6 separate regions of the Mus musculus genome follow, and regions 1, 2, 3, 4 and 6 are each linked to region 5. A link is a contact called in public HiChIP or PLAC-seq and promoter capture Hi-C data. All regions are on one chromosome and are shown on one strand. The core of a region is the stretch at or near the end of the contact, and the rest is flanking DNA. Distances in the headings are between cores, read along the strand shown.

The links. Promoter capture Hi-C pulls out the DNA fragments that hold promoters and counts their contacts. HiChIP or PLAC-seq counts read pairs in DNA pulled down with a chosen protein or histone mark.
Region 1: a promoter capture Hi-C map of embryonic stem cells shows a contact between it and region 5. The contact joins the promoter of Pepd here to the promoter of Slc7a10 in region 5. A contact is called at or near these places in 21 of 39 promoter capture datasets (the 3T3-L1 cell line, 3T3-L1-derived adipocytes, the C10 cell line and 12 more), 14 of 484 Hi-C or Micro-C datasets (ECoMG myeloid progenitors, bone marrow-derived macrophages, cerebral cortex and 7 more), 4 of 115 datasets of contacts at active chromatin or transcription factors (astrocytes, bone marrow-derived macrophages, microglia and 1 more) and 5 of 9 other capture datasets (adipose tissue, embryonic stem cells, liver and 2 more).
Region 2: an H3K4me3 HiChIP or PLAC-seq map of embryonic stem cells shows a contact between it and region 5, with 14 read pairs. The contact joins the enhancer-like site here to the promoter of Slc7a10 in region 5. A contact is called at or near these places in 16 of 39 promoter capture datasets (the 3T3-L1 cell line, 3T3-L1-derived adipocytes, the C10 cell line and 10 more), 3 of 15 datasets of contacts at CTCF or cohesin (embryonic stem cells and stem cell-derived epiblast-like cells), 47 of 484 Hi-C or Micro-C datasets (the C2C12 cell line, the CH12 cell line, ECoMG myeloid progenitors and 20 more), 9 of 115 datasets of contacts at active chromatin or transcription factors (acute myeloid leukemia, astrocytes, bone marrow-derived dendritic cells and 3 more) and 3 of 9 other capture datasets (embryonic stem cells, liver and pancreatic islet).
Region 3: an H3K4me3 HiChIP or PLAC-seq map of craniofacial prominence shows a contact between it and region 5, with 4 times the contacts expected there. The contact joins the enhancer-like site here to the promoter of Slc7a10 in region 5. A contact is called at or near these places in 15 of 39 promoter capture datasets (the 3T3-L1 cell line, 3T3-L1-derived adipocytes, the C10 cell line and 10 more), 3 of 484 Hi-C or Micro-C datasets (nephron progenitors, palatal mesenchyme and stem cell-derived primordial germ cell-like cells), 11 of 115 datasets of contacts at active chromatin or transcription factors (astrocytes, craniofacial prominence, differentiating embryonic stem cells and 8 more) and 2 of 9 other capture datasets (embryonic stem cells and liver).
Region 4: a contact with region 5 is called in an H3K27ac HiChIP or PLAC-seq map of embryonic stem cells, with 7 read pairs. The contact joins the enhancer-like site here to the promoter of Slc7a10 in region 5. A contact is called at or near these places in 7 of 39 promoter capture datasets (the 3T3-L1 cell line, the HPC-7 cell line, cranial neural crest and 3 more), 3 of 484 Hi-C or Micro-C datasets (Sertoli cells, cerebellum and palatal mesenchyme), 10 of 115 datasets of contacts at active chromatin or transcription factors (astrocytes, craniofacial prominence, embryonic basal ganglia and 7 more) and 1 of 9 other capture datasets (embryonic stem cells).
Region 6: an H3K4me3 HiChIP or PLAC-seq map of forebrain shows a contact between it and region 5, with 4 times the contacts expected there. The contact joins the enhancer-like site here to the promoter of Slc7a10 in region 5. A contact is called at or near these places in 17 of 39 promoter capture datasets (the 3T3-L1 cell line, 3T3-L1-derived adipocytes, the C10 cell line and 10 more), 1 of 15 datasets of contacts at CTCF or cohesin (pro-B cells), 3 of 484 Hi-C or Micro-C datasets (the N1E-115 cell line, bone marrow-derived macrophages and cortical neurons), 5 of 115 datasets of contacts at active chromatin or transcription factors (astrocytes, embryonic basal ganglia, embryonic stem cells and 2 more) and 1 of 9 other capture datasets (embryonic stem cells).

The regions. Positions count from the first base shown.
Region 1 is chr7:34,909,799-34,914,784 of GRCm38.p6, reverse strand. It overlaps Pepd (peptidase D), which reads right to left and starts at 2,378. Exons shown (of 15, transcript NM_008820.2): 1 at 2,331-2,378. The coding sequence starts at 2,347.
Region 2 is chr7:34,847,352-34,851,957 of GRCm38.p6, reverse strand. No RefSeq gene overlaps it. Among named protein-coding and RNA genes, the nearest start is that of Chst8, 37 kb to the right of the region's middle. Within about 2 kb of position 2,092, at least 7 of the 459 cell types and tissues checked have an H3K27ac peak or open chromatin away from gene starts, as enhancers often do. A contact at or near this core is called in embryonic stem cells, where this site is marked.
Region 3 is chr7:34,699,799-34,704,806 of GRCm38.p6, reverse strand. All of the region lies in intron 2 of Chst8 (carbohydrate sulfotransferase 8), which reads left to right. Among named protein-coding and RNA genes, the nearest start is that of Gm12781, 42 kb to the right of the region's middle. Within about 2 kb of position 1,871, at least 22 of the 459 cell types and tissues checked have an H3K27ac peak or open chromatin away from gene starts, as enhancers often do. A contact at or near this core is called in craniofacial prominence, where this site is marked.
Region 4 is chr7:34,719,639-34,724,621 of GRCm38.p6, reverse strand. The region is part of intron 2 of Chst8 (carbohydrate sulfotransferase 8); the gene reads left to right. Among named protein-coding and RNA genes, the nearest start is that of Gm12781, 62 kb to the right of the region's middle. Within about 2 kb of position 3,616, at least 73 of the 459 cell types and tissues checked have an H3K27ac peak or open chromatin away from gene starts, as enhancers often do. A contact at or near this core is called in embryonic stem cells, hippocampal neurons and trophoblast stem cells, where this site is marked.
Region 5 is chr7:35,183,957-35,188,875 of GRCm38.p6, reverse strand. It overlaps Slc7a10 (solute carrier family 7 (cationic amino acid transporter, y+ system), member 10), which reads right to left and starts at 2,491. Exons shown (of 11, transcript NM_017394.4): 1 at 2,226-2,491. The coding sequence starts at 2,394. It overlaps Gm38988 (a long non-coding RNA gene), which reads left to right and starts at 3,919. Exons shown (of 4, transcript XR_003946743.1): 1 at 3,919-4,919.
Region 6 is chr7:34,775,228-34,779,905 of GRCm38.p6, reverse strand. The region is part of intron 1 of Chst8 (carbohydrate sulfotransferase 8); the gene reads left to right. Among named protein-coding and RNA genes, the nearest start is that of Gm38987, 35 kb to the left of the region's middle. Within about 2 kb of position 1,300, at least 22 of the 459 cell types and tissues checked have an H3K27ac peak or open chromatin away from gene starts, as enhancers often do. A contact at or near this core is called in cortical neurons, forebrain and hippocampal neurons, where this site is marked.

The DNA.
Region 1 (4,986 bases), core at 1,129-3,628, 270 kb after region 5:
TAAGCCTGTAATCCCATTACCCTGGGGGCTTATGCAGAAGGATCATAAGTTCAAGACCTATATAGTCCCTGTCTGGGGGAAAAAAAAAAGCTGGGAATATAGTTTAGTGGTAGAATACTTGGCTTGGCACGGCAAGTCCTGAGTTACAACCCTGGCACTTCTCAAACAGGGGAGACAACTGACATGCCGATATGTCACATGAATGTAGCAGCAGGGAGCCAAGCTTTCTACAGAACATCCTTCAATCTTGTCCCCTTAAGGCCTTACAGGACCTAACTCAGGCTCAACACTTCTGAGAAGTCTCTTCCCAAGGAGGCCCTGGCCAACTGTGGAAACTCCCATGTCTGTCAGCTTTCTTAATAAGTATGCCTCCTCGAGATCTGTGGCACTTTTCAATTATAAAAGGATCAGTTTGGCTTCAAGAGGCTTCCTTTGAGGATCTGACTAGTTCCTATCCCAGACGGAGAATCTTCCGGAAAGAAGCAAGCCTTGAGCCAGCCTGGAGTCTCAAACCCAAACACAGCTGCTGGACCTGCCTGTGACCACCTGGCCCGCCCAGAAGGACAGATGATACCTCACAGACAGATGCCTGCCCACACTTACTGCTCACTGTGCTTCTTAACGGAGGGGCAAAGGCTGGGTTCACAGTTCTGGTCCTGGCCTCCTGGAGACCTATCAGGACGCTCCAACTTAAGTGTGTCTCAGTGTTCCAAGTTCACCCAAAGATCACCGAGTGCAAAGATCATCCCATGATCCTAAAACGCATGCCTCGTATTGGCACAGACCAAGATCAGAGTTAGATGACAGAGTTAGATGGCACAGAGTTCGATGACAGATCCCACCTGTCCATTAGCTTTCATGGCCCAGTGTTGTTCCTAGAAAACCGCTGGTAGTCACTACATGATTGCTATGTCCCAAGCTCTTCCAACCTTGGAAGCTAACTAAGATGGCACTGTTTCCACTGCCCTCGTTGTATATGGAGAGATGCATTTGCTCCACTAGTTTTTACCATACTCGCCTCAGTTCTGAACTCAGTCTGTGGAGAACTGCACTCTTCTACCCCTACCCTTCCTAACATCCCCTACCACCAGGTCCACACCCTCTTCCGCTGAAACCACAGCTCATGCTATCGGGGGTGGGGGTTGGGGGGGGGGAACTCTTTAAGAAGCCAAGTGGTAAATGAGGAAAATACCTAAAAAAAAAAAAAAAAGCCAAGTAGTAGTGACACACCCCTTTAATCCCAGCACTTGGGAGGCAGAGGCAGGTGGATCTCCAAATTCGAGGCCAGCCTGATCTACAGAGTGACTTCCAGGACAGCCAGGGCTACACAGAGGAACCCTGTCTTCAAACAAAGCAAAGCAAAACATAACAGATCTCAAGCAGGGTGTAGTGCCATCGTGCCTGGATTGTCAGCACTCTGAAGGGCAAAGCAGGAAGAATCTGAGTCCCAAGGCCAGCATGCGCTACATAGTGAGACCCTGTCTAAAATTCTTAAAAAGCAGATTCCAGATGACAATCCTTCTTGCTCCCCCAGGACAAAGTCTGGAGAAGTCACTAGCACCAAACCTACTAGTTCAGGGATGTACCCTACTCTCTCAGTCTTTATCTCTTAACCTTTGATCAGCTGTCCTTCCGTGACACTGAATAGAGCCCATCTGTCCAAACTTCCTCCCAGCCGAACCACTGACCCTTTAATCATACAGAATTATGGCAAGTCTAAGCGGAGCAATACACTGGGCTACTGAGGCCTGCATGGAGCCTGCATCGGAGCTAGTGAGGAGACAACTGACATACAGAAAGTCAGGCAGTATAGAATTGATCAGATAATTAAGGGAAGGTGTCTCAGAGGAGCTGACGTTTGGGCCAGGAAAGAATCAGGAAAGTGCTGGCCTGATTAACGGATATTCCACGGCCACTCCAAATACTACTCACACTTTCCCTCACTTTTGAGGAAGCGCCTGGGAACCTGGCGCCCAGACCAGGCTGGCCACCTCATCGGAGGGGCGTGGCAGTGAACAGATTTGTGAAGCTCCCACTTCGGCCACTTACGGTGAGGCTGCCACACTCGGGACTCCAGGGAAGCCACCCTCCCCCGCCCCACGAGGGCCAGTGGGCAGCCGCAAGCATGCAGGGGCTCTGCAGGTACCACTCGCCCAGCCCGGCTCTCGGTTCCGGTGCCCCAGAGAAGAAGCGCGCAGCCCGCAGCCCGCGGCCACAGAGCAACTCCAGTCAGAGCTCGGAGGCTGTCACCCACTGTTCAGCTAGGAATACCGAGGCAGGCCACCTCTACGCGGGCCGCAGGCAGGGCAAGGGACAAGCTCAGCACTCACCGCACAGTGGACGCCATGTTCACTCGGCGCTAGCGTCACGTGGAGTGCAGCGTCAGCTGAACCAGCTAGGGTTCCTCTGAGGAGGACGGGGCGGGGCCAGGGCGGGATTTTTAATGGGCGTGGTGGCTTCAGTCCCTCCCACTCCAGCTCCGGACTTCACACCCTTAAGTGGAGGAGTCCTGCAGCTGATTAAGCATCTCAGATTCCCACAAGAAACTAGAAGGAACTTGAGCAGCAACCCAGAAGGCTTTCCCTCTTGGGAAGAAGTGTCCTGAGACAGGAGATCAATTGATTCTAGGTTAGCCCCTGACCTTGTGTGTATGTTGCCGCCCACCCGCGAGAAGAACATACAAGAATAAAGAAACCATGGGGATCCACTTCTGTATCATTGGGAATAGAGGCCCCTTGGTCTTGCAAACTTTATATGCCCCAGTACAGGAGAACGCCAGGGCCAAGAAGTGGGAGTGGGTTGGTAGGGGAGCGGGGGGGGGGGGCGCATAGAGGACTCTTGGGATAGCATTTGAAATGTAAATGAAGAAAATATCTAATAAAAATTTTTTAATTTTAAAAAATAAATAAATAAATATTTATTCATATGGTAAAGAAAAAAGAAAAAAGAAACCATGGGGAGGAGGGCCAAAGATGATGGAGAGCTGGGACAACTGGAGTAATAGAAGCCTCCAGCATTCAGGAAAGGGAGTCTGGGGAGAAAGTCTCTGGCTGAGAGATAAGCAAGGCCTTCAGGGTCTTGTATATAAGTTGGAGAGTTAAATCTAATAGGCTCTAGTCCAAACCTCCTCAAGTGCAAGATGGAGGAGCTGAAGAAAGAGAAGCAGGGGCAGGGGCAGAGCAGGGGAGGGGAGGATGAGGTGGGGAATAGCAGAGCTGAGCCCTGGTGATAGAGGAGAGTCCTACAGAGAAATGAGCATCAGAAGGCAGGCACTGCCCTCCTTACTCTCAGCACTTAAAGACACTGGTTCAAGTGCTTTGCAGATGTTAGCACCACTGCTCACAGTGGTCTCACAAAAGCCCCATGAGGAAGGCAGGTGCTGTCTTAGCACCATCTTACAGAGGAGGAGACTAAGGTCCAGAAGGGTAAGCAACATGCCTGACCTCACACAGACTCTTGAGAACTTGGACACACACACACACACAGAGTGCATTAGCTCCATCTTCAGCTAAAGAGTCTCGACTCCCTAATAAGGGACGCCTTTTTAAAAATAGCAGAGGAGGAGCAGGTTTGTAGTAGGAAAGCCTGCCCCCAGCTAATCACAGCCCCACTTCTTTTGACATAAAATATGTCAAAATTAAACCAACTGCCAGCTTAATGCTTATTAATGTGTAAAAGAAGTAATTATCCTAAATATTTACAGAAGAGAGGCAGAGAACACCCAGCCATTGAACGGAGCACTCTTTCTGTAGTGTTAACCGGGAAGCACTACCCACGGCTCCTGCCCACCCAGGCCCATCTGCACAGTGGGCCTCGAGGCAGGGTCTGCTCTGACAGTCGGTTTTTTTCTGTGTCAGACACCTGCTGCCTCTCCCCGCCCCTCCCCATCAGAGGCTCCAGCAGGACCGGCCCCTCCCCCACTCTTGCTCAAGACCCTCTCCAGCAAGCCTGACCACATCCCTCGCTGCTCTCTATCAGACTCCATCATGGCCCTGCCACGTATCACAACTCCGCATCAAAGGCTGAGGCAGAGGATCCTCCTCCCCTGTTCCTGCCCATCAGAGGCGCTGGCAGGGACTCCAGGAGAAGCTGCTCAGGGTGTGGGAGAACCCTTTTTTTTTTTTTTTTTTTTTTTTTTTTTTTTTTTGAGTTACTCATGCAGGGCAGACCCAGACGCTGCTGAGAGCCAGGAGGCAATTGGGGAAAGATTGATTTTAGAGAGTCGGCGTGGGAGTGTGTAAATCAGCTGAGGAAGTGAGCCGGGCAGTGCGCTCATGCCTCACACTGTGCCTCACCTCCAAGGTCACGGGTCCCCTCTGAGACAAGCTCTGGCCTCGTGATGGCCTACAGGTGGCCGAGAGGTACCTGCTTCATTAGCCCAGGTTCCAATGCAATATTACTCTCCAGAAGTCCGCTGTCCTTGCTACCCCTGAAGGAATGCCATCCTAGCCAAGGTCCTCCCTTCTCCCTGTGGCACTGTGTTAGATCACCTTACCCTGTCCTACCCACCCCCACTGCCTAAGTCACCACTCCCCTACAGCTCAGTGGACGTCGCTGACCACTAGGTCTTTGACTCACATTGACTCATGTCAAAATGGGGCATGTGCGGCCACGTAGGGGACAGGAGGATGTATTCCATACTCATTTCTCCCAGGTGGGACAGGAAGGCATGCAACAGACAGGACATGATATATTAGTTACTTTACCTGTCGCTGTGGCCCCAAACCTGACAGGAGTAATTTAAAAGAGGAACAGTTAATTGGGGCCCATGTTCCTAGAGGCTGTGATGGTTCTCTTGAGTTGTCAACTTGACACACCCAGAATTGCTTGGAGAGTCTCAAGGAGGTACTTTAAGTTGAGTTATGCCTCACAGTAAGGGATTATCTGAATTAAGTTTATTGATGTGGGAGCAACCAGTCCACTGTAGGTGGCTCCATCCCCTAGGCAGGTGGTCCTGACCTATATGAGACAGAGAACTGAGCACAG
Region 2 (4,606 bases), core at 843-3,342, 340 kb after region 5:
CTCACAGCTATAACCTGGGTGGCCCTCAATCTACATACTATTTCACATGCACCCAAAATTCTAATAACTCAAGCATGAGTCCTGCAGATCTGAGCACGACAGATGGAGATGAATTGCTCTCTCCTGGCCCTTCTGGCCCGGCCACTGACTCTGCCTAATTCCTCCCCTCTTTGCTGCCTCACACCTCTGTGATTTACTTGTCATACTTTGCCCAGCCTCTCCAACTCAACTAGGGAAGAATTTCTGGCCTCTGCAAGAAGCCGTTTGCTGGGCATCCCTCTCCCCCACTACATCTGGCCAGGGCACCCTTCTCCCCCACATCTAACTAGGGCACTGCTATCCCCCACATCTGACCAGGGCACTCCCCTCCCTCACATCTGACCAGGTCACCCCCCTCTCCCTCACATCTGACCAGGGCACCCCTTTCCCTCACATCTGACCAGGACACCCCTTCCCTCACATCTGACCAGGGCATCCCTCTCCCCCACATCTGACCAGGGCACCCCCTCCCTCACATCTGACCATGACATCCCTCTCCCCCACATCTGACCAGGGCACCCCCTCCCTCACATCTGACCAGGGCACCCCCCTTAGATCTGGCCAGGGCACCTCTCTCCCCCACATCTAACTAGGGCACTGCTATCCCCCACATCTGACCAGGGCACCCCCTCTCCCTCTCATCTGACCAGGGCACTCCCCTCCCTCACATCTGACCAGGTCACCCCCTCTCCCTCACATCTGACCAGGGCACCTCTCTCCCTCACATCTGACCAGGACACCCCCTCCCTCACATCTGACCAGGACACCCCCTCCCTCACATCTGACCAGGGCACTCCCCCTTACATCTGACCAGGGTACCTCTCTCCCCCACATCTAGCCCCAGTTCCTGCCTGATGCCAGGACCCACTGACTCTTTGTGCTGTGTGCTGGAAGATGTCTCCAGGAGTTCCCAGCTCAGACATGGATGGCATACATACATATACATAAGGGCCAGGGAAGAAGAAAGCAGGAAGGAAACCCAGCACTGAGGGAGAGGTAGATAAAAAGTCCCACTCCTGACCAAGAAGCTATTTGCAATTGATACCTGCCAAGAAGGGGGAAATCAGGTGGGTTTTGTTGTTGTTGTTTTGTTTGGTTTGGTTTGGTTTTTGTTTTGTTTTATTTTTTCCCAGTGGACTGTCACCATGTAAATCAACCACACTTCAGGGCAGGCCTGTGCCCAGGAGTAGCTGGAAAACACAAAATGCTCTCCATGTCTTTTGTGTGTGCACTTTTAATTTTGTTTTGCTATCTTTGGTCTTACCGGGTTTTTGTTTATGTTTATTTCTTTTTTTTTTTTGAGAGAGAGAAAAGGGAAAAGAACATGAAGCAAGGTAAATAGGAAAGTGGGGGAGGCTCTGGGAGGAGATGGGGAGGGGATGATATGATCAGATATATTGTATGGAAAAAATTTAAATAACCCAGTTTGCTCTCCGAGAACGATGCAGGAAAGACCTAAAATGGTCTTTTCTTCACCCAGCTCCACCTCTCAGAAAGAACGATGGTTACGTCACAATTCTTCCACAGCACATCATTTTCTTTACACACTGATGACCATAAGAGCCACGGAGGTTCATGGCAACAGCCACCCAGCAGTCTGCACTTTGGTGACCATAGAGTTCTTCCCACAACTGGTGGCGTTTTCACTCTGTCTGCTCAGCGCCATCCATCTCAGTAGGATGGGAGTGACACCTTGATTAGCCCCGCCCCTCGCACGATCCCGCCGCCCCGCCCACCCCCCCAACCCGTCCCCCAGGTCTGGCAACCCCAAAGGACTCTGGGAAAACTCCAGGCAGGAGCCTCTTCCCAAATGATTTTATGTGTTGGGCACCATTTAGGTCAGTTCTTATACTAGCTATTCAATGTTGCTATGGCCACGATGCCTAATGGAAGTAAGAGAGTACAGATTTTGTTTTGGCTCACTGTTTCAGTCCATCGTGGTGGGGGAGGCACGGCAGAATCTATGGTGGTGTGAGCATGGGGCATACGTTCCTCACATCATGAATGACGGGGAACCAGAGGCCTGACCGGCTAGTGACTGAGGTCCCATCTTCTGCAGGTACCATAGCCTCCAGAGTAGCGCCACCTGCTGGTCAGCAAACAGCAAAACACGAGCCTGGAGCTGGGGCGGGGGTTATTTTGGATTTGAACTCCAAGTTCCTTTGTGAGTCGCCTTGTCTACACAGATGGTCTGGGGAGGTATTGCCCTGATATCCAGCTGGTTAACACAGGATAGAACATTAGCTCTGGAGGCTCCTGGACTTGGATCTTATGAGGTGGCTTTCCAAAAGGAATTAAGATGCTTGCAGCTCCTCACCTTTGGGCTGTGTGTTCAAATAACTACTGTCTGTGCAACTCTCAGACACTGCAAAGAGATGTGCGCGAAGATGCAGCCTAAGTGACAAAGCAAATCCATGCTGGCGATGAAAAGAACGTTCTGGGTAGAGCACTGCCTAGGAAATACTTCCTATCACCACTGACGGCAGCATCTCAGTCCAGGTCTCTTGTATTACTTAATTTTCTCATCAATGAAAAATGCCAACAGAAGCAATGTAGGGGGAGAAGGATTTGTTTTAGCTTGTAGTTTCATGGTCATATTCATAGAAGCAGGAGAGGCTTCTGGCTATGGCTGGCCACAGGAGTGCCTGGTTGTGACAGCTTATTCATATCTCTATGGCCAACAAAGAAGTAGGAATCTCAGGCCAGGACTATAACCCATAAGCCTCCTACTCCATGGTTCTATGCCTTCCAGCTAGACTCCACATTCAAAAGATTATGCGATGGAGACTGGAGAGGTGGCTCAGTGGTTACAGTGCCTACTGACTTTGTAGGGGTTCCCCGTCTCAGTTCCTAGCTCCCACGTGGTGTGACTCACAACTGCCTGTAGCTCCTGTCCCAGGATCTCTGGTGCCCTCTTCTGGCCCCCTCAGGCTCCTGCACACACAGAACACAGGCTCATACAGGCACATACAAATAATCAAAATAATTTTTGAAAGATTCTACAACTGAGGAACAGACATCCATATACATGCGGGGGACACTACATGCTCATGCCACAACACCTCAGGACTTTGGAGGACAAGTTAGAAGGACAGAAGCATCAGAAGTCCTGAATGGCAAAGACTTCTCTAGGCCTGGAGAGCCTGTCCTGCCCTCCAGTGTCCAGCCCACTCCCACATACTTTATCATACTGGCCAGCCTCTGGAGGTCTCATCTCAGGACTGCTTGCTGCTTCCTCCAGAGCCTGCCTACCTGTCACCTAGGCAGACACAACCTTCCTGACCCATTCAGGTTTCTGAACGAATCCGTTAAGGTTGCTGGAAATATTAGGAAGATTCCCTACCCCTCCCACTCTCAACAGCCCACTTGACCAGGACTCCCTTCTAGGAACCTTCCTCCAGGTCATGGAAGGGGAAGGAGCTGAGGGTGGATATACCAAAAGCCAATTGCATCTGTACCTTGGATGCCCTCATTCATAATAGGTTTGCACCCAGCATTGGGAAGCAGGGGCATATGGCTGACATCATATTCTGGTGTTATGTTCCCTTCTCTTCCCACCGTCAAGCAGGACAGAACCCTGGATGTACCCAGGCTGGCTAACTGGTCCACTCCTAAACTGTAAGCTATTTTCAAGATCTTTGAGGCCTTAGTAGAACCCCTTTATTCTTGGACTTTAAGTGTGCTATCTGTGGTTTTCTGAGCAGGGTGGAGCACATGGGAGTCACGCTGTCCTAAGGAAAATTTCCGTGTTATTGAATTAGTACACATTCCACCAGTCAGGCAACTCTCACCTCCTGCCAGCCTTTCTGGTTCTCTCTGGCCTCTAAGTCACTGCCGGGTCCGATCGATACCAGTGTAAACAGCTTTGTCCTGCGTTGTTGGTTGTCCTTCCTGGTTTGGGATGTAATCCATAATTCAGCTCCTATTCCCTGGTTCCACAGGGGCCAAGAGGGTGCTGGGGAGAGGAGTGTCAGGTCAGGAACCAAGGTTTGATGTTCTTGGGTTTAGTTCTAGAAGAAAACAAAACAAAACAAAACAAAACAAAACAAACCAGACCTATCCTGCAGGATGGCAGCCGCTCTGATCTTGATAGATGCGAGCCCCTCTCCCAGAGTCTCAAGTTCCTAAAGCTAGCTGATCTCACATGGCTCAGCTGCCCTCACATCCCTGTATGTCAAGCTTGCTGAAGACAATTTGTTAAGAACCATCAGCTCAGCCCATAATGAGGCTCAGCCCTTCCATTCCTATTCTGGTTGGGGGTGTTACACGGAAGCCGGCTTTCCAGGGATGTTCAGGCATGGCCGTGCTGTATCCTGGCAACCAGATCCAAAGCCAAGTCCTCCTGAGATCCCAGCTCTGGTCCAGCACTGGGGGGGAGAGGGGGCGGGGGGGGGAATGGCCACTGCACAGGGTTGCTTTCATTGTTCTGCCTACTTCTCGAGGGTTTGCTTCCTATTAGACCCTGAGCTGTGGCTGTATTTGGCATATAGAGGTGCTAGCTTCCTTTGTTGTCTCTCTGGGGGGTCCCAGAACACCCCTTGACTTAGTCTTAGTTTCCCATTTGCAG
Region 3 (5,008 bases), core at 622-3,121, 480 kb after region 5:
CCCTCTCACCATGGCTGAGTATCTGTTTGCCATCTTTCTCAGAGAATCTGATCAGCCCCAAATACCTAGTGTTTGCAGTTCATTTACACACACACACACACACACACACACACACACACACACACACACACACACACGCCATGCACTGTGAATGATTAGGCAGCAATTCTTTTGTTTACTTTGTGGGACTCATCACAGCAGGAAACCTGGGTGGTGGGAGTGGCTAGTTACATAATAACTATGTATCTGCTTTTGTGTGGAATGGAATTCAGAACTGATTAGTCTCGCCTCAGAACACTCCCTCTAGTCGACACTCACTCCCTGACTTTTAAAGATCACCTCAGTTCTAATATTTCAGGATGCTAGCGCACACACTAAATTATTTCTGAGTCAGTTTGATGTGAGTGGCTGTAATTTATCCTGGGATTAGATGAGATCATGAGCTTGGGTAGGTACCTTTCTTTCTTAAGACAGCTGAGTGAGTACACTGGGCAGTGGTGGCGCACACCTTCAATCCCAGCACTTGGGAGAGAGACGGATCCCCGAGTTCAAGGCCAGCCTGGTCTACAGAGTGAGTTCCAGGATAGCCAGGGAGGGTTACACAGAGAAAACCCAATCTGGAAAAGAGAGAGAGAGAGTCCAAAAGAGAGAGAAAGAGAGAGAACGAGAGAGACCAAAAGAGAGAGACCAATAGAGAGAGAGAGAGAATGAGAGAGAGACTGAGAGAGACCAAAAGAGAGATCAAGAGAGAGAGAGAGAATGAGAGAGAGAGAGAGAGAGAGAGAGAGAGAGAGAATCTGAGAGAGAAACCTCAAGTTAGTTTATGGGAAAACTGGATGTGAGATTCTCTAGCAGAAAACCCCAATCCCCAGAGGTGAGGAGATCTCTTTTTCCCAACTGGTGGGCTCCTGGTGTTTTTAAAATATAAAGCATCCATCCTAAACTCATGCATTAATGTTTGGTTCCAGCTGGCAGCCCCATTTTGCTAGGTCCTAGAGACCTTAGCAAGCGGGGCCTTGATGGAAGAAGTCAGGCCTCTGCCTAGTCTCTCTGCTCTGCTCCCTGAGAGAAGAGCCAGCTACTGCACACCCTCCCTCCCGTTCCATGATGCTCTGCCTCACCGCCAGCTGGGAAGTGGGGAGCCAAGTCACCATGGCTAGCCCTCCAAAACCACCAGCTGAGATAAATCCTTCTTCCCTTTAAGCTGTTTGTGGCGGGTACTTCATCATAGCCATACAAAAATGATTAATATACTGGGACTAGAGCCCAGCAAGGAGTCCCAAACCAGAGGTCAGCAAATTTTAACATGAAGTCAGTCTGTTTCTGTGTGTGTGTCTCTCTTTTCTCTCCATCTCTCTCTTCCCCTCCCTCTCTCTTTCTCCCTACTCCTCCCTCTCTGTCTTTCTCCTTCCTTCTTTCTCCCTCCATCTTTCTCCCTCCATCTTTCTCCCTCCCTCCCTGTCTCTCCCCCCTTCACACACACACACACACACACACACACACACACACACACACACACACACCACTCACCTCCTGAAAAAGTCCAGGGCCCTGGAGTCTACCCCATGCTCATCCATCTGCTTTCCTCACTGAAGACTGAAGATCTCTACTGGCAAATTATTTTTACATCAGCCCCCAGAATTGGCACTGCACAGCACACTATGTATACATATCTTGGCTTCTGAACAAATAGGACCACAAGGAACAACCCACGCTACTGAAGCAGTTGTAGACCCAATCGGTTATTAGTGCTGAGAGGTAGGGCAGACTTCGAGTCTTGCATTTCCATAGGCCTGCTATGCCAGAGATAAGGACGTGCGGGTAGTTAGACCCTGAAGGGGAGGGGGGCAGGAGAAGCGGTATTTCGGTAGCTGTCCGTGGTCCTGAAACAGCCTCCTCCTTCCAGTTGAGCTGTGATCAAGGGACCTCTGGTGCTGCCTAAGCCTGGGCTGCACTGCTCCGATGTAACTTGTTCTTCTGACCTTAGACCTTTGCCAGAGTGTTACTTCTTCTGTCAATCACGACACTGTCTACACCAACTCCACTTGTAACCTCAGCTCCTGAACTAGGCGTTGTGCTCATTCTACCCGTGGCATGTTAGGCTTTCTACAGTAGCAAACGGTGCAGATGAGACACTAGAGTGGGCTAGAGACTGGAGATGGAGCTCAGTGGGTAGAATGCTTGTCCATGATGCACAGAGCTCTGGCTTTGATCCCTGGCACCACATAAATAGGTTGGTCCATACCTGGAATCCAACACTCAGAAGGTAGAGAGAGGCAGGATTAAGAGTTTGAGGGCTATCCGTAGCTACACAGTAAGTTTGAAACCAGTTTGGTCTATAGGAGACCCCATAGCAAAAGGGGGAAGCTTATTAAAACAATAATGGTAACAATTGGGCAGGTATGGTAGCCCACACCTGCAATCTACCACCTGGGAAGCTAAGAACAGAGGATTTGAGAGTTCAAGACAAATCTGATCGACCTGGCCAGACCCTGCCTCAAAACACCAAAATTAGAATGTGACTCTAGAGCAAACTAGAAATGTTTTCACGCTAAATGAATAAATAAACACAGAACAGCAAAGGGTCACTTTCTAAGCTTTCAGCAAAGACGCCTTTCTATGATTGCTATAACCACAGACCAATGGCACAGAAGCACTGCCAGTTATCACGGGCATCCATTGTGATTGTACCTCCAGGAAGAGAGGAGAAATGACCACCAGATGGGAGTCTATGAGCCCAGCATGAGCTAGCTACACGGAGATCACTTGATCACCCACCTTCATATGCCCTCACACTAACAAGGGCTCCCAGGGGCCAAAGAAGCAAGAAACATCTCAATTTGAACCAAATATCATAGAGATGGTTGAGTGTTCCCTTTTCCCCAGTGTATAGGTATCCCACATGTAACAGCAGGTCCCTGGAGAGAGATTGAGGAAGTTATCACTCTGCATGACCTGTGACGTCATGGAGTGCTTCTTATGAGGGATCTGCTTTCATCCTTGATTGTCATGTTCTGAGTCTGGGACATGGTTTGCGCCTTTTTATTGGGAGGTCTGCCTGCTGGTAGCCCTCCTGGGTTTCTTTTTGGTGTGTTTATTGGTCAATACCCTCCCTGTAAGTCACCTGCCTCTTTTATCCTTATAGATGCCATGTTCTATTACTTATCTGTAGGTGAGCCCCAGGATGACAGTGGGGTGAGTGTGCGCTTTGGTTAGCATAGACAAGCATTACCTTCTGGCTTCCATTGTTCCAGGACCCTGCCCTTCCCATTCACCCGGGTGTCCGAGGCTCTAATGGCATCTTTCACATTCAGCCTTGAACCTCTCTTAGATACTAGCCCTTCACTCAAAGGGGGATATTGCCAGGTCTCCCACAAACACACTCAGTGGGATCTCCAGCCGTTCACAGTCTGAGCGTGTCCCCCTGGGGATGGGTTGTCTCTGGCAGCCTTTTGCTCTTTGCCTGCCATCTGCAGCAGCGGCTGGATCAGCACTGTGGGCTTCCTTTCCCCAGGCTTCTTACAGCCACCCTAGTAGCATCTTTCCTGGGATCCATTCCACAGGCTCAAAGCCCGTCTCCTTGGGAGAGTGCTCCCCTGTAAATCATCCTTCCGCAGCCAAAGTCATGATCTGTTCTCTCACAGAGCACGCTCAGTGGTAAGGTCTAGGTTCCTGGTTCCTGACCTGCCTGTTTTCTGGATCTTTTACCTTTCTCCAGGCATCGTTCCTTACTTCCCTTAGCAACACAACAATTCCCCAGCAAGGGTCAAGTTGCTGGCTCTGCAGGGATGTGTGGGCAGATCTTTTTTTTTTTTAAAGATTTATTTATTTATTTATTTATTTATTACATGTAAGTACACTGTAGCTGTCTTCAGACCCTCCAGAAGAGGGAGTCAGATCTCATTACGGATGGTTGTGAGCCACCATGTGGTTGCTGGGATTTGAACTTCAGACCTTCGGAAGAGCAGTCGGGTGCTCTTACCCACTGAGCCATCTCACTAGCCCATGTGGGCAGATCTTAAGGAGGACACATGTTCTTGTCCAGCAGAGACCTGTAACAGTCAGCCTATACTGCAGAAGGCTGGGGTACTTCTGAGGCCCAGAGGACTCTGGGAAGTCTACAAACATGTCCATGCATCAATACTCAGGTTCCAGCTCATTTTTCCACATCTCATTTCTTATTAGTCAGGTGCCCAGCCTAGCCTAGAGTAAGACCTGGGAAGCATGCTAGCTCATTCTCTCCCTCTCTCTGTCTCCTTGTCTCTACTCTTTCTTCTCCCTACTCGATCTCCATCTTTCTCTGTCTCTACCTCTGTTTCTGTCTTTCTTTGTCCCTTCCTCCCTCCCTCCCTCCCTCCCTCCCTCCCTCCCTCTCCATTTCTTAAATATTAGTCCTCAAGTGCTCTACTGCTATTTTACCACCAGCCCCTCACTGGGGATTCTAGGCAGGACTCTACCACTGAGCCACACCTCCAGCCCCTCACTGGGGGATTCTAGGCAGGGGCTCTACTACTGAGCCCAGTTGAGAATTTCTTCACAGGCTGCCAGAGAGGCAGTTGGTAGGCAATTCACTGTCCAAGTTACCATCTGCCCCACAGTCCTCAATTTGTGGATCCATTTCTGTACACACCAGCGTATTTCACTGGTGTGTAAGCCTCATTCACCAGCAGCACATTCTAACGGCAGCATTACTGTCTCTTCTTACCCACCCATTCTGGAGTCTGCAGCACGGGCTGGCTAGTGGTAATTCATTCCTCCTACCTTTCATCTTAGCATATGCACTCTCAGACTCCTGAGGGGAGGAGCTGGAGGACATCAAAAGGTGCACTGGGTGGCAGAGTAGGAAGGTGGAGGTGCAGGTGACCTTGGAGCACACTCCTATAGGGTAGAGAAGGCAGCAGGAACTGGAGGAGGCCCAAAATCCGGCTGTGATTTTAGTCAGCTAGTCCCTCAAGGAGCTCTGAAGCTGGCATGGCTCAGCAGCTGTGTCCTGACGGATGGAAAGGGA
Region 4 (4,983 bases), core at 2,367-4,866, 470 kb after region 5:
CTGCTGTGCACCAGGCTGTTTTCTAGCTTCTTTAGCAAGTGTATACTTTCCTACAGACCAACCAGGAATAATTCTCTGTGGGTCCAGAAGCACCTGGGCAAACAGAAGCACCATTGACCAGGAAGTCCATAGAACCTTTACCTGGCACATGGACGGACCCATTTAGAAAATAATCTTAACATACAAACCTTGTAAGTGTGTAGACTTTTTCTCTGAAGACCCCTCTTTTTAAGATTTATCTTTATTATTTTTAATTATGTGTCTGGGTGTAGATATGTACATATGAGTACAGAGGCCAGAATTATCAGGTCCCCTAGAGTTGGAGTTATAGGTAACCGTAAGCTGCCTCATGCGGGTGTTAGGAATCGAACTTGGATCCTCAACAAAAGCAGCAAGGACTCTTTACTGCCCAGCTCCAAGGCTTCTCTTACATGGCTGTCACTGACATAAACAAATCACACTCCATAAACTGTCCGTAGTTTTCTGTCAGTTCACACTGCATGGTGGACCTCTTTCTAATCGGCATATGTAGATAATTGTTTCTTTCCACATCTGGATGGTTTACTGTAAATATGTACTGTTTTATTTTGTTTTGCTCTAAGGCGGTCTCATTATATAGTCCAGGGTGGCTTTGAACCTGCAATCCTCCAGCTTCCACATCTTTAATGGTTTACATTTAAGTTGTTCTAGTTTTTTTTGTCTAGTGCATGAATTCTTTCTATTTCCTGTGAGTCATCTTATTCTGTTTGCTCCCTTTGATCCCTCGTATGGTGGAGGTTTTCTAGATGCTTGGTGACTCTTAGTGAATTTACCGCCATGAGAAGGGCACTAAAGGCTTGATATAGCACAGGGGGAAGCAAGTCCTTAACTCAAGTTATTGATGTGAAGAGCCCGCCATCTTGCTAGAGTGTGCCAATAAAGAGTATACTAGTTAGCTATAGCTGCTGTAACAAAAGCATCATGGACCAGATCGATTAAATAACAGTCCTAGAAATCCAGGATCAAGGTATTAGCTGGGCTATTTTCTCCGAGGGCTCTCTCTCTCTCTCTCTCTCTCTCTCTCTCTCTCTTCCCCCCTCCCTCCCTCCCTCCCTCCCTCTTTCTTTCTTGTGTATGTGTCTGTTGGTATGTGTACTTGAGTGCAGATGACCCCAGAGCCAAGGGTGTCAGATCCCTAGAGCTGGAGTTATGTGTGGTTGTGAGCCATATGGTGGGTACTGGAATCAAACTCGGGTCCTCTTGAAGAGAAATGCATGCATGCTCTTGATGGCTGAACCATTCCTCCAGCTCCTTCCAGTGACTTTACATGGTCTTTACTGTGCATCTAAATCCTATCTTTCTCTTCTTATAAAGACAACAGCCATATGGGATCCACTCTCTACCTCCATCTTGTCTCCTTAAGAAAGTCTGGGAGGGTTGGACTTCAACACAGTGAGTTAGGGGGAGCCTACAACTGAGTTCAGAACAGGTTTACAACCTCCAGCCTTGGGAAAGGTCTCCGTGTGTACATGCTGCAAAGGGAGCCTGGGTTCTGACCGCTCCACCTGAAGGCTTCTAGTTAACTCTCATTTCAGTGTACCTCCTCCCCTCCCCCACTCCATCCAATCCTGGAGCCTGCTTGTCCTCTGTGCACTCTTCTGAGGCAGATCTGAGGGGAAAAAAATCACTCAGAGTCTCAAGCTCAAGTCCCTTCCTCCCAGCCCCCCTCCTGCTCCTTTCAAGTCCTCTCCCTCCACTGTGGGCTTCGTCCTGCTTCCACATGCACCCCATGAGCTTGGCCAACGTGTTACTCTCATCCGTGGAAGCTGTTCCCACCCCTGGTCCTCTTTCCGCCTTCCAGAAATGTGTTGGAATCTGTCATCTGCCGCCATCCCCCACTAGTGCTGTTTGTCACCGTGGGCTGCTATCTGTTTCATTCTTTGCTGCCGTTACACTGTGATCTTAGAGGGAAGCTGAGATAAATGTATATGTTCTGTGTTTACCCAGAAGCCTTCTCGGGAAGAGGTAAAAGCTGCAGGCTGCAGAGGAGGGCGAGAAAGCTACACACCCAGGCCAACCCCCAGCTCTTAAATCCCTGCTGGATCCCGTGGGGCCTGGGACACTTAGTGGGGAGAGACAGCACCTCCCGATCTGGGCCTGAACACCTCTCTGGGGTTCCCGAATGCCAAGTGCACCCTGCCCTCAGTTCTGGCTCTGCGGGCTACCTGCTCGTCTAGACTTCAGCTGGGGGTTGGAGGGGAGTCTAATTACCCAGGTTCCACTGCTTCCCTTCCCTCCCCAGCCTCAAGTTTCCAAGATGTACCCAGTCTCCCCTCACCAGTCCCACCAATGACATCATAGGTGTGGCTTTCTACAGTGAGACGCCAGTGTCTGCCACCTCCCAAATGAAATGTGTTTTCCAAACTGTGGCTGACATTGATAAATGTTTTTAAAAGTCGTTTACACTTCCCCTGATATAAGGCGGATTCCTTTTGTCAGCTGGGAGAAGGTCAGGTGGGAAACCCTTGACATACTACAGAACTGTCCTCAGGCCAGAGCGGATGGCCAGGCTGGGGTTGAATCTTGCCCATTAGTCACCTGTCTGTAAGGCACAGGGCACCCGTGAGACAACAGGAACTGGCTGTGTGGCTAAAGCAAGATCACATATGTTGGTTCTCACTCAGGCTTCCCTGTGTCTCTCCTTTCCGAGGCCTTAGTGCCCTTTCAAGGAAAGTGTGCATTGTGTCCAAGGATCCGCCCCCCACTTGAGGCTCCTGCTTCTGTGGCTGGAGCTCCCTGGCTATTGTTCTCTGGGGAAATGAGTGAGATAGGAGTGCTTTTGAAAGAGCCTTACAGCCAGGCGTGGTGGCGCATGCTTGACATTCCAGTACTCCAGAGGCTGGGCATGGAGGATGGAGAGGCTGGCCTAAGCTACATAACAAGTTCAAAGCCTGCCCCAGCTGTCCCCCCCAGAAATGAAAGATTGTGTAAGTGTGTGTGTGTGTGTGTGTGTGTGTGTGTGTGTGTGTGTGTGTACACTGGGGAGAGAGAGGGAGAGAGAGAGAGGTGGGGGAGGAGGGAGAGGAAAAGAGAGGGAGAGAATGTTCCCTGTATTGGATGACAATCCCAGGAATGTGACAGGATTCCAGGAGACAGGACTGGGGGAGGGGGTCACCTGGAGACACTGGACTAGCCTTAGGGCTGCACTTTGTACTTGCCTCCAGAGGCTGGGGAGGAAGGAAGGTAGAGGACCGCAAGGTGCCCAGCCCCAGGTTTGTCAAGCAGTCAGGAGCTGAGGAGCCTTGTTCAGCAGAATGGGCAAGGGTGAACAAGCCTCATATGGCAAGGATGGGGCTGGAGCCACTTGCTGTGGCTACCAAAGGAAAAACTGCAGCAAGCCTGGGTTTCACACTCCGTGGAGGACATCATGTGACAGTCACTGTGTATCAGACTCCTGCGTGCTGCTCCAGTCAAAGAAAGGAGATGTTCTGCCTTGTGACAGTGCCACCATTGATGGCCACACATCATCTCGTTGGCTGCTGTTTAAGATGGGAGGTCTCAGGCCACAAAGGAGACTCCTGGCTCAGCTCCCCCTGACAGCCATTCTTATTGTGAGTGATTCTGTTTTCACTGTGGCAGCTGGCTCTAGGAAAGGCCTGGCAGCCCCTGCTGTGAAGCCCTGAAACTCCACAGCCAGACCCTCCGTACTAGAGAGCTCCTGTCCATCAGAAGAGGCAGAGGGGCACAGGAAGTTCCTAATGCCTGGGGGAGGAACTAAAAGGACCATCTGGGCCTGATCATGCACACACTACCTATCCTTGTGTATACAGACTCATGCCATATATTCATATACCACACACATACATATACAGCACATACATACATACCACCCATATACACACAATCCACATACACCACACACATGCACCATTCACTACATACATACACATATATATCATTAGAAGCTGCACAAATACTCCATACATATAGCACCTATCCACAATAAACACATATATACATGCACGCCACATACATGTACATACCACCTGCATACAATGAACACATAGACACCACACACCATTCATTCCCACAAATACACATATACTACCTATTGCAACATACACACATATGTACATATCATCCATACACAGCACATACAATTTATGCACAGAGCACACATCATATCATACATGTGTCACCCATACACACTCAGGTATATGCCATGATGTATACCATATGTGTATACATCTACACACATATATACATACCTAACACACCATATCTGTACAAAAAAATACATGTATAGACAAATCACATACACTTTCTGTTGGCTTCTTTTGACTTGCAGAAATTACCCAGTCAAAGTGTTCATGGCAAAGCCAGAAAGAAACAGAGGCAGGAACAAATCAGACAGAGGCAAGCAGTGATGGGGCACCAGGCCTCTCTGCCTTACCCCTCAGCTCATTCCCTACAGTGGTAGAGAGCAGAATCAAGGAACTGGGGCTGGCATCTGAGAGGCATCTCCTCCACAGTGGTCATGTCCATCATGGCCCAGATCAGAGTGGCTGCTGTCACTGGCCCATCTGGGAGCCATCGAGGACTGGTGCCCTGGCTCTCTCACCCTGGATGGGCATGGTCTGATCAGAGACACTTGCTGCACCTGTAGCCATCCCCAGGTTCAATGCAAGTTGATCCTTGAGCCACATATTCACAAAGAAAAGCATTGTGGGACATGGCAGGGCTCAGTGGAAAGGCTGCCAGTCTCTGGACACCCTTTCTGAGTTTGGGCCTGTTCTAACGTTCATACAGTGATATGTCCAGTGGTGTATTTGCCTTCAGGCCAGCAGAGGGCGCCCTGAGCCAGCTCATGACACTTTTGTTGCCCTGGCCTCTGATGGTTCTTGGGACAGGACCCAGGTCTCTTCTGTCTTTCTACTCCAAGCTTCCTTCGTATCATATGCCGGGTGTTTGTTGAATGGACAGAGGAATGGTGGACAAATAGAC
Region 5 (4,919 bases), core at 1,242-3,741:
TAGTGCCATGTAACCCTCAACCTCAGTTTCTCCATCTGTGTAATGGGTACGAAACCTGCCACCACCACCACCACCCCTCCCATAGGGTGAGCATGAGAATCAAAGGAGGTAAGGTAAGTCCATACTATAACAAGAGGTGGTATTCTGAACAGATATCTGATGTACTGGTGAGGTGTATCATTTGGGAGGCTCCACTGGACATTCTGGAAATATCCAGTGAGTAACAGATCACTCACAGACAAGGATGTGAAGTTCTCCAGCTCCATAACACTAGAGTATGACACTGGAGATTTTTGATTTTGACCAAGCTCCTGGGTTAGGAATGGAGGAGAAGCAGGTGAAGAGGAACCCAGGTCTGAGAGTTGTGCTGAGTGAGAAGTGGTCCCCAAAGCCCTGCAAGGGGAAGGAGCTGAACCCTTGGGGCATCAGAAGGAGAGAGCAGAGCAGATCTGGCCTCCTCCCCAGTCACCTAGTTTAGGACAATCCCCCGCTGTCTGGTTCTGTCCCCTGCCTGGCCTGGTGTCTTGACTGATGGAACTTTTGAGCTTCTTAAGCCTGGCCCCCTGGGAGAGCACCCAGTGCCCTGGGCTGGGACAGTGGTTGAGTTCTGTTTCTTGGTTAGCGCAGTTGACTTCCACCCTCCTCCTCAGCCTTCATCTTCTGGAGGCCAAGGGGGAACAGTGAAGCAAGAACAGGCTGAAATGGGAAGGGAGCTGGCGGCCCAGAGCCAGGCTCCGGGGCACCAGTTCCTCCAAAGCCTGAATGGAGAAGGAGCAAAATGGTGGACTGGGTGTTCATCTCTCCCCTACACCACCATTCCCATCCTCTTGCAGATGGCTGGCAGCCTGGCAGCCTCTGATGCTAGGCTCTCCTCTCCACCATCTCTGAACCTCTCTGGCACCATAGCCAGCCCCACCAGTGACCCAAGTGATAAGTAGGCTTCCCTTTTGCGGGGAGGAGGTACAGTACCCTGAAAATGGTGTTGGCTGAAGGCAAAGCTCTAACCACTGCTCTGGCCTGGCCCACAGGCTCGGTCCTTTCTATTATCAGACAGTCAGGGGGGCTGGAGGGACATCAGGACCAGTCCCTGGGAGATAAGCATTCTAGAAGGAAGAAGGCAGGTGGTGGAATTCTCTGGAGCTGGGTTCAGGGGTGACTCTGGGTAGGAGTGCAGGGGATACCCAAGAGACACTACATCTCTCCAGCTGGAGTTTCTCATGGAAGGGCACAGAGCAGAAGGTAAAGATCACACACACACACACACACACACACACACACTTCAGCCTTTCTCTATCTCCAGGGGTCAAAGGGCAGAAAGAGAGCTATTTGGCTGCATCCCTACTGTGTGCCACTTCCTACTGGCTGGGAAAGGGGACAATCAAGACCCCAATTACTGCTCTTTTAGACCCCCAACTCCTGGGCACAGGGAATCAGAAAAGGCCCCGCCCAAGAGGTCTAGTCCAGTTCTCCTTCAGGAGTCAAGGGACAGACAGAGGTGGGGTTGCTGCCCAACCCTGTCCCCGGGGCATTCTACCTATGCAAAAAGCACCATCTGTAGGAAGAGCGAGAGGGGCCAGGCCATGAGAGCACCCATTCAGATGCCACCAGATCACGAGAGTGCTCACTTGGATCCCAGGGCTGAGTGGGTGCTCTCCTGGAGGCTTGGTCTGCTCCTGGCTACTTCGCTACCTCTCCTCGGATTCTGTGGCCACCTCTGCCAGGAAGGTCAGCTTCGTGGCCTTTAACCCTTGCTTTAGACTCTACCCGGCCATTTACCTTCCTGCTTTCCAAGAACAGATGGCTTCACTTCCCTGGCACTTGAATCTGGCACACAGTAGGGATGCACACAGGCTGCCCTGCAGCCCAGAACTTGCCACTCAAGCCAGGCCTAGCAATTATTTCCGTTTCCTAGGTGGGAACAGGGGACTTGCCTTGGTAAAGCCCCTCAGCTGAGTGAAGGCCAGGGGAGGGTTGCAGCAAGGAAAGCCCCCACCCGAACCCCCACCCCCTTCCAGGCGCAAATTTTCAGAGAGGTTGGGGAGGTGAGGGCAAGAAGTTTTGTGACTGGTTTGCCAGGTTCTGTTCCGAATGGGGTCAAGTGTATTCTCCAGCTATGGCAGCAGGTGCTCGAAGGGTTCCTTTGCCCCTGTGGTCTTATGGTCTTCGTGAGGGAGGAACATAAAGGGGTTCCCCCAGTACTTCCACGCTATGTACGCCCTACTCACCGATGATGATGGTGCAAGCGCTCACCAGCCCGATCTCTTTCTTGAGTGCCACCCGCTCCGAGGCGCCCGGGCCGGGACCAGGGCCCGGGGAAGGCGAGGGCGCAGGGCCGGGGTTCCCGTGCCCGCCTGGCTGTTGTATGTGGCTTGCCATGTCGCTGTCCCGCCTCATCCCAGTTCCCTGCGCTACCCCGTCTGTCCGGCCCGCAGCCAGTCCTCCGTCGGTCGGTTCGTCTGTCGGTGCGCTCGCGGCCCTCGCAGCCCGGGACAGCGCCCACAGGCGGGCGCATGCGCTGGCACGGGGCCCGGGCCCCCGGGGGCCCCCGGGCGGCTGGATCCAGGGAGGGACGGAAGGAGGGACGGCCGGCAGCCCCCTCCCCCACCGCCCTTAAAGGGAACTCCCCCTTCCCCCCCACCCCCAACCCTAGTCAGGGGAGACAGGAGGGGACTGGGATCAGACTTAGAAAGGACTTCCTAGTTGAGTGAACGAAGGGGCTACACCCAGACTTGGGTGAGGTGGGGGAGAAGAGCTCAAAGACCAGGCTGTCCCTGCGCTCAAGGAGTGTGAGCAAGACGTGCTGGGGTAGGCGGTGCTGCATGCCCCAGCCTGTACTTTCTAAATCCCTCAAGCCCCATTTGTGAAGGGTGGGCATTGCACAGGTTGAAAACCACCGCCTAGCGGCAATTAGCCTGACAGTGGCACGGTCTCCATGAAGACTTTTTGATAGCTCCCTGGCCTCTAGGCGGTCCTGACTGAGTCATTTGGGATGAATGGAGACTGTCCTTAAAACAATTCTGAAGGCAAAAGGCTTGAGAAGAGTTGAAGATAAGGAGACCCCAGTGGGGCCCCGGGCATCCTGGGAGTTTGGGACAGTCCCCATCACCATCAAATCTATCCCTGCCTCAGCATCCCCTAATTCCTCTTCGGGTCCAGCCTTAGGTCCCCACCGCAGACTCCTCTACACAGGTCAGTCAGGGCACAGTGGACTGGGACTTTGGCCCAGGCCGTCTAGCATGGCTCAAGGTGACCAGACCGCTGGAAGTGCCAGAGAGACGGGAAGAGAACAATTGTGGTAGCAAGGAGGTATCGGGCCCAGGATCCTGGGAAGCCTGCCTCCTCCCGGAAGCCATTGGGCGGTGCAGCCCAGATCGCGGGGCAAATTCATGCGCGGGTGGTGCGAGGGAGCAGGGCCGCGTCGGGGCCACCGGGGCGGCGGGCGGAGCGAGGCTGGCACGGTGTGGCCGACGGCGGAACAGCTTTTGTGTGTTGCTGGCGATAGCTGCGTCGCGCCGTCCCCTGCATGAGGATGAGGCCACTCGGGGCCACCGGTCCTTCCCCCGATCGCGGCCTCAGAGTTTGCTGGGGAAGGGCAGGGAGGACCCGAGATGGGACGAGTTCAGGAGCCCAAGAGCCTGGGCTGGGGGCGGAGCACGGAGGTGGGGTCTTGGCCAGGGCCTGGTACTTCGAAATTGGGGCGGGGACTTGATAAATAGAAGAGGGAGGACTCTGGGGGGACCAGGAGGGGGAAGCCACTCGGCAGAGCTTCATCCTTCGCACTCCCGACGAAGCCCAACATTCTTGGCGACCTCTGCCTCCCGCCCCAGAGACGATAAGCTGAACGTGGCAAGACTCTCTTAAAGGAACCTCGTGCGGTGCTGGGTCAGGCTGGGGTGGGCTGGGATAGGGGAGAGCGGTCCTGATACCCAGGACACTCATGAGTGTTGCAGGTAGTAAGGACCTGAGAGGCTTGACTTTCTGATTTGACTAGCGACTCCGTTGTCTTTGCAATGCCAAGGTCGCCTGGGTTAGGGTCCAGCCAGAAGGATTTCCCCTGAGGCTCTTTGTCAAGGGGCAGAGGGTGGCATCAGAGTCACAGGCCAGAAGCCAGTAGTTTTTCAGAGATGAGCCTCTCCGGGGACTTGGAATGTGGAGTCTGTGTTTGAGAAGGGTTGAGTCTGTTAAGGGTTGAAGATGGTGTTTGCATGTCTCTCCTGGGATATATATAGCTCAGGGATCATTAGGAGGTAAATGTGGGACCTTCTAAAAAGATGGTAATCCATGACTTAAGCGAAGCAAGCCACAAAACTCTAAACAAGTTAGAAACACGGCTGCCTTCACGTGGAAAACAAACAAACAAACAAACAAACAACTCAGACCCCAAATGAATCCAAAAGCTGGACAGAGTGCTCGGGAAGTAAAAACCAAAACTCCACAACTGCCATACTTAAACGGTGACATAGTAAATGTTTTCCCATGGAGGCCTGAGTAAGAGGAGACATTAGCACTCATTGGTTGTATACAATATGGTGCTAGTCAGTGTCACAAGGCAAGAAAACAATGAAAAGCAGTTCGAAGTAGGCAGTGGGCAGGGAGGCAAAACCTGTCATTTAGATATGATATGTTTGAGTATACAGGAAGTAAAGTACAAAGATACATTGTAGGTTGATAAGTTTGTTAGTCACTGGGTATACGGTTAATATCCAGAAATAAATTATATTTCTGTATGCCAGCAAGAAATAGAAAATAAGCTTTTAATAACATAAAAACAATTACTCTGACTAGAGGGCTGGCTCGTAGGTTGAATGCACTTGCTGATCTGGCTGAAGACCCTGGTTCAGTTCCCAGCACACACATAAAGGTCCACAACCAACTGTATCTCCAGTTCCAGTGGATCTAGCACCTTCTTCTGTCTACTA
Region 6 (4,678 bases), core at 51-2,550, 410 kb after region 5:
AAGAGTGTGTGGTGGGAAGGCACAGTTGCAGCACCCTTGGCCTTGAAGGTGGGTGTAGAGGGCTGTGTGGTAGTAAGCAGCCCCGACTGTATGTTTGTAGCCTGGGGACCCTGGAAACTTGGGATGTTACCAAACACTATATATGTCATTTTTATCCCTACACATACATATCTATAATAAAGCTTAAGTTGTAAATTGGCCACAGCAAGAGATTAATACTAACTAATAATATGACAACTATAACACTATCGTATATGAGTCATTTGAGACCTAAGAATTGTTTGCAGAACTATGCAGTGTTCCGGGTAATATTTGACTATGGCTAGCAGAAACCATGGAGGGGGAACCATAGATTTGGTGGTGGGGGATGACCCGTGGGGACAGACATGATGGGGACAACCACTGTGGTTCCATCTTATTGTCCGGCATCATGGGAAGGGTCTCTTCTAAAGACTGGGTAGTATCAGGGGGTCATCAGTTGGCAGAGCCTATGCCCATTACCCCAACAGGGACTGGAGTGCATTGATTACTGTGCCACGCATGAAGTTCTCACTGTAGACCCCTCCTCCCAGAACAGCCACTGAGGGGAAACCCTATGCTTAGCCCCATGCATGTCATCAGCACAGCAGGGTGGATTATAGCTCATGTCTATGCTCATAAAGTCACCTTCAGGAGTGCAGCCCCCACCCCACGAGGGTCCTTGTCTTTCTCCAAGAGAGGGTTACATAGCAGGGCCATCATAAGAAAGATGGCACCTATGCCCAGCATGGTTCTCCCGGGCAGCCTCTGGAGCCTCTGCTCTAGCTATCTGCGGGCTCTCTGCTATTTCCTCTGTCCACTCCCACCCAGAGTACACAGTGACCAGAGAGCTGACCCCCGTGACTCCATTCTCCACCTGCAGCCGGGCTGGTCTTGAAAAGGAAATATTCCCAATGTCCCTCCCCTGGTTACAGGCTGCCCATCAGACCTGTGTGAGCAGTGTGCTTCACCGCTCCTCCCCTGCCTCTGCCTCCCGTCAGGCATCACCCCTGTTCCAGACAAGGTGACACACTGGGGTCCCTTGCTCATCGGTATCACTGGGAACTCTGTAGGGCCAACCAGGTGTGGGCACACTAACCAGCACACAGTAGGTGTTCACTGAGGGTTTTCTAAGCAGAGATGATATGAGGGTACAGGGAGCGGGGAGGAGGAGAGGAGGAGGCGGCAAATGAGAAGTGGGAAGGAAAGGCTGCTGCTGAGCCAGGCCCCGGGCTCTGCTGTTCCAGCTCCGAGTTTGCCGCACTGTTCCCAGCGGGTGCCAACTCTGAATGCCTGCTTAAGTCACTCCACGAAGCTCAGCTTCTCAATCTGTTTTTTATTTGCAAGGGCCAGATCCGTCTTCCTTTTTTAAAAGTCAAGCTTCTGAGAAAGTCATTTATATTCACAGTGATTCTCCTTTCAAATCGAGTCTTTGAATGGGGTGTTTGGAGTTGTGGATCATAGGGGCTGTGCCAGCAAAGGCTGCGGGTCCTTGACAGGACTCTCCGAGCCCACGGGTGGAGGGGACATCCTCCAGTAGGTAAGATCTGTGGCAGGGACCTTCAGTTCATCTGCTGATGGCTTGCTTTCCAAAATGACCTGCAGGACGCTTTTCTGTATTTAGAGAACACGTCCCTATCCGGGTCATTTATTTGAACTCTTGGTCCCTCAGCTGATGGGGGTATTTTGGAAAGCTTCAGGCAGGGCTGAGCTGGAAGAAATGAGGGATGGAGATGGAGGGAGCTCTGTGCTCCGGCCTGCCAAGCCTGTGGAGTCTAAGCTGTGCGCACCTGTCTCCATGAACACCATTTCCCCCCCAGCCTCCACCTCACCCGCCGGTAACTCTCTGAAACTGAACCATACAAATCCCTCTTCCCTTAGGTTGCTGCTGTTGATGCAGAGTGGGTACTATTTTGGGGAAAAGGAGGGCTGTTTATGCTAAACATAATGATGAATCTGGTGTGTGTGTGTGTGGGGGTGGTCATTGGAATCTTCTGGACAGCTAAGAAGCATTTAGTATGTCTGCTTGTGCCACCTGGGCAAGAGATCCAAGAGCTAGTCTGTAAAGAGGAATGTGTTTTGAATTAGTTTATTTTATGTGCACGAGTGTTTTGCTTGCATGTATGTCTGCGCACTGTGTGTGTCCCTGTTAATGGCAGTTGTAAGTCACCTGACGGGGGGGGGGGGTGCTGGGAATCAAACCCAAGTCCTCTGCAAGAACAAGTGCTCCTAACCACTGAGCCATCTCTCCAGCCCCAAGATTTATTTTGTTTTTGGCTGTGTGTGTGTGTGTGTGTGTGTGTGTGTGTATGTATGCATGTCTATATTTGAATATGTGCACATGTAAGTGCAGGTGCCCACAGAGACCAGAAGAGGGCATCATCTGGAGCCGAAATGACAGGTGGTAACCTGACATGGTGCTAGGAGCCAAACTCCTCTGATCCACTGAAAGGGCAGTGAGCACTCTTAACCTTGGAGCTGTCTCTCCACACACAGACAGACAGACACACACATACACACACACACATACACACTACATATATATTATATACATGTAATTAATTTATGGCTAAAGCCCACATATGCAACAAAAGCCACAACTGTATGTCCTCTGCATTCCTATTTGTAAGGACCCGTATAGATCGAAGTCCAGGAAGGATTCTGCCAATGGTCCCTGTGGAGTGGATTGAGGTGGGCGTAACCTTCAAAGGAATCTTCCCTGCAATCGACTTGCTCAAAGGCTTTCCGTGTGGGACTGTTTTATCTGTGTGCTCGTGTATGGATTTGTGATTGGGAATCGGTACGACTTACCCTCAGCTTCTGGCATTTTGCTTTTGTTTCTTTGAGTGTGTTGAATGGCTCACCCAAAGTTTAACAGGCAACCCTAAAACTTAATTGACAGGTAATTTATGAAGAAATTGTATCTGTAATTTAGGCCATAGGTCAAAAATTCTCTGCAAGGTGCTGAAGCAAAATCTTGGGCTTTGAGACAGCAGGTCTCCCCTGAATCTGCTTGGCTGGCATACTGCAGCATGAGGGCAGCCCTGGATGGAGCGGGGAACATGTGGGTGTGGCTCTGTTCCAGTTCCAGTTTATTTGCAGGGCTGGAGGCGTGACTCCATGGTAGAGTGCTGGCCGAGCATATATACAAGGCCCTAGGTTCAAGCCTAAGGGCCCAGTCCTACAGAAAGCAAATATGAACATTAAAGTTTAGTCAAGGAAACAGGTGGCTGGCAAGTTTGATCCATGGGCCATCATTTGTGGGTTCCTGGTTTGACTGATCTGGACATAGAGGGGTATAATGATACAGGGACGTGGGAAGTAGGTTGGTTATGGCAGGCTTTTAATGCAAATGGTTTTGCTGAAGAGCAGCAATAGAACTTAAATTTATTTATCATTATTATTTATAGGATCATTTTTATATGTTGTTATTATTAGATTTATTTTATTTTATGTGTTTGAGTGTTTTGCTTGCATGTATGTCTCTATCATATGTGTGCCTGGTGCTCTCCGAGGCCAGAAGAGGACACTGAATCCCCTGGAATAGGAGCTCCAAATGGTTGTGAGCCGTCATGTGGGTGCTGAGAGCTGAACCCAGGTCATGTGGAAGAACAGCCCTTATTAATATTTTTGATATGGATATGCATGTGTGTCTTTGAGGACTGGCTCCTCGATGCCTCTGGAGGCAGAGAGAGCCTCTGGGAGGGACCTTGGCAACTCTTTTGGCAAGTTTGAGGAGTTTGCATCGTCTGACTGGCACTCAGAATACAGAGATAAAACAAGGCTCAATGGGAGTGTCTCGCAGAGCCCAAGGGGAGCCTCAGAACTCAGACTGGAGCAGACCTCCTCCTCTCAGGTTTTGGAAGAGGCCTGTGGCTGAAGGCATCCCCGGCCTCCTTGGTACTGTCAGGAACTGCTATGCTTCACTCGGCTTTCCCGAGGATCACGTGTGAGCTGGTGGCTCAGAGGGCTGATATCGAGGCAGCGTGGGCTGCAGAACAAGGAGAGGTCATTAGCATGGGACTGTGTAATGTTAATTACATGTTAATTAGTCACATGACTGTAGATAGGCCACTTGGCCTAAACAAATGACACATAACACGGGACTAGGAAACTCAGGGGCCTCCTTCCTCCACATCCACCGAAGCCTATCAGGCTGTGTATGAGGGAGCACGCGTGTGCACCTGCGAATGGGTGAATACACTGGTTAGCTTCTCACCGCTGTGACCAAAATACTCAACAGAGACATTTCACAGAGTTAGATATTTATTCTGGTTTGCAGTTTCAGAGTTCAGTCCACCGTGACAGGGAAGGTCTGGCAGGGGACTCAGTTCACATTAGGTGGCCCCAGGGTGCCAAAAGTGGCCCCAGGGATCAACTGCCTCCCACTAGTTCCCACCCCGTAAGGTTCTGCTACCCACCACAATAGTGCCTTAGGCCGGGAACCGTCTTTCAAATATGAGCCTGTGGGAGACGTTGTTTCATATTTGAATCCTTAACAGTGAGGAAACAGAGGGCTCCAGCGGTCTCACTCTGTCGTCCCTGAGAGAATCCTCTCTGCCTGGTGTCACTGGAGTTCACTGGATTAGAAGGAAGGTAGCTCTTAGCAGTTCATGAAGACAGGAGAGGGTTGTATTGACAAGAACAGGGTCACTGTAGA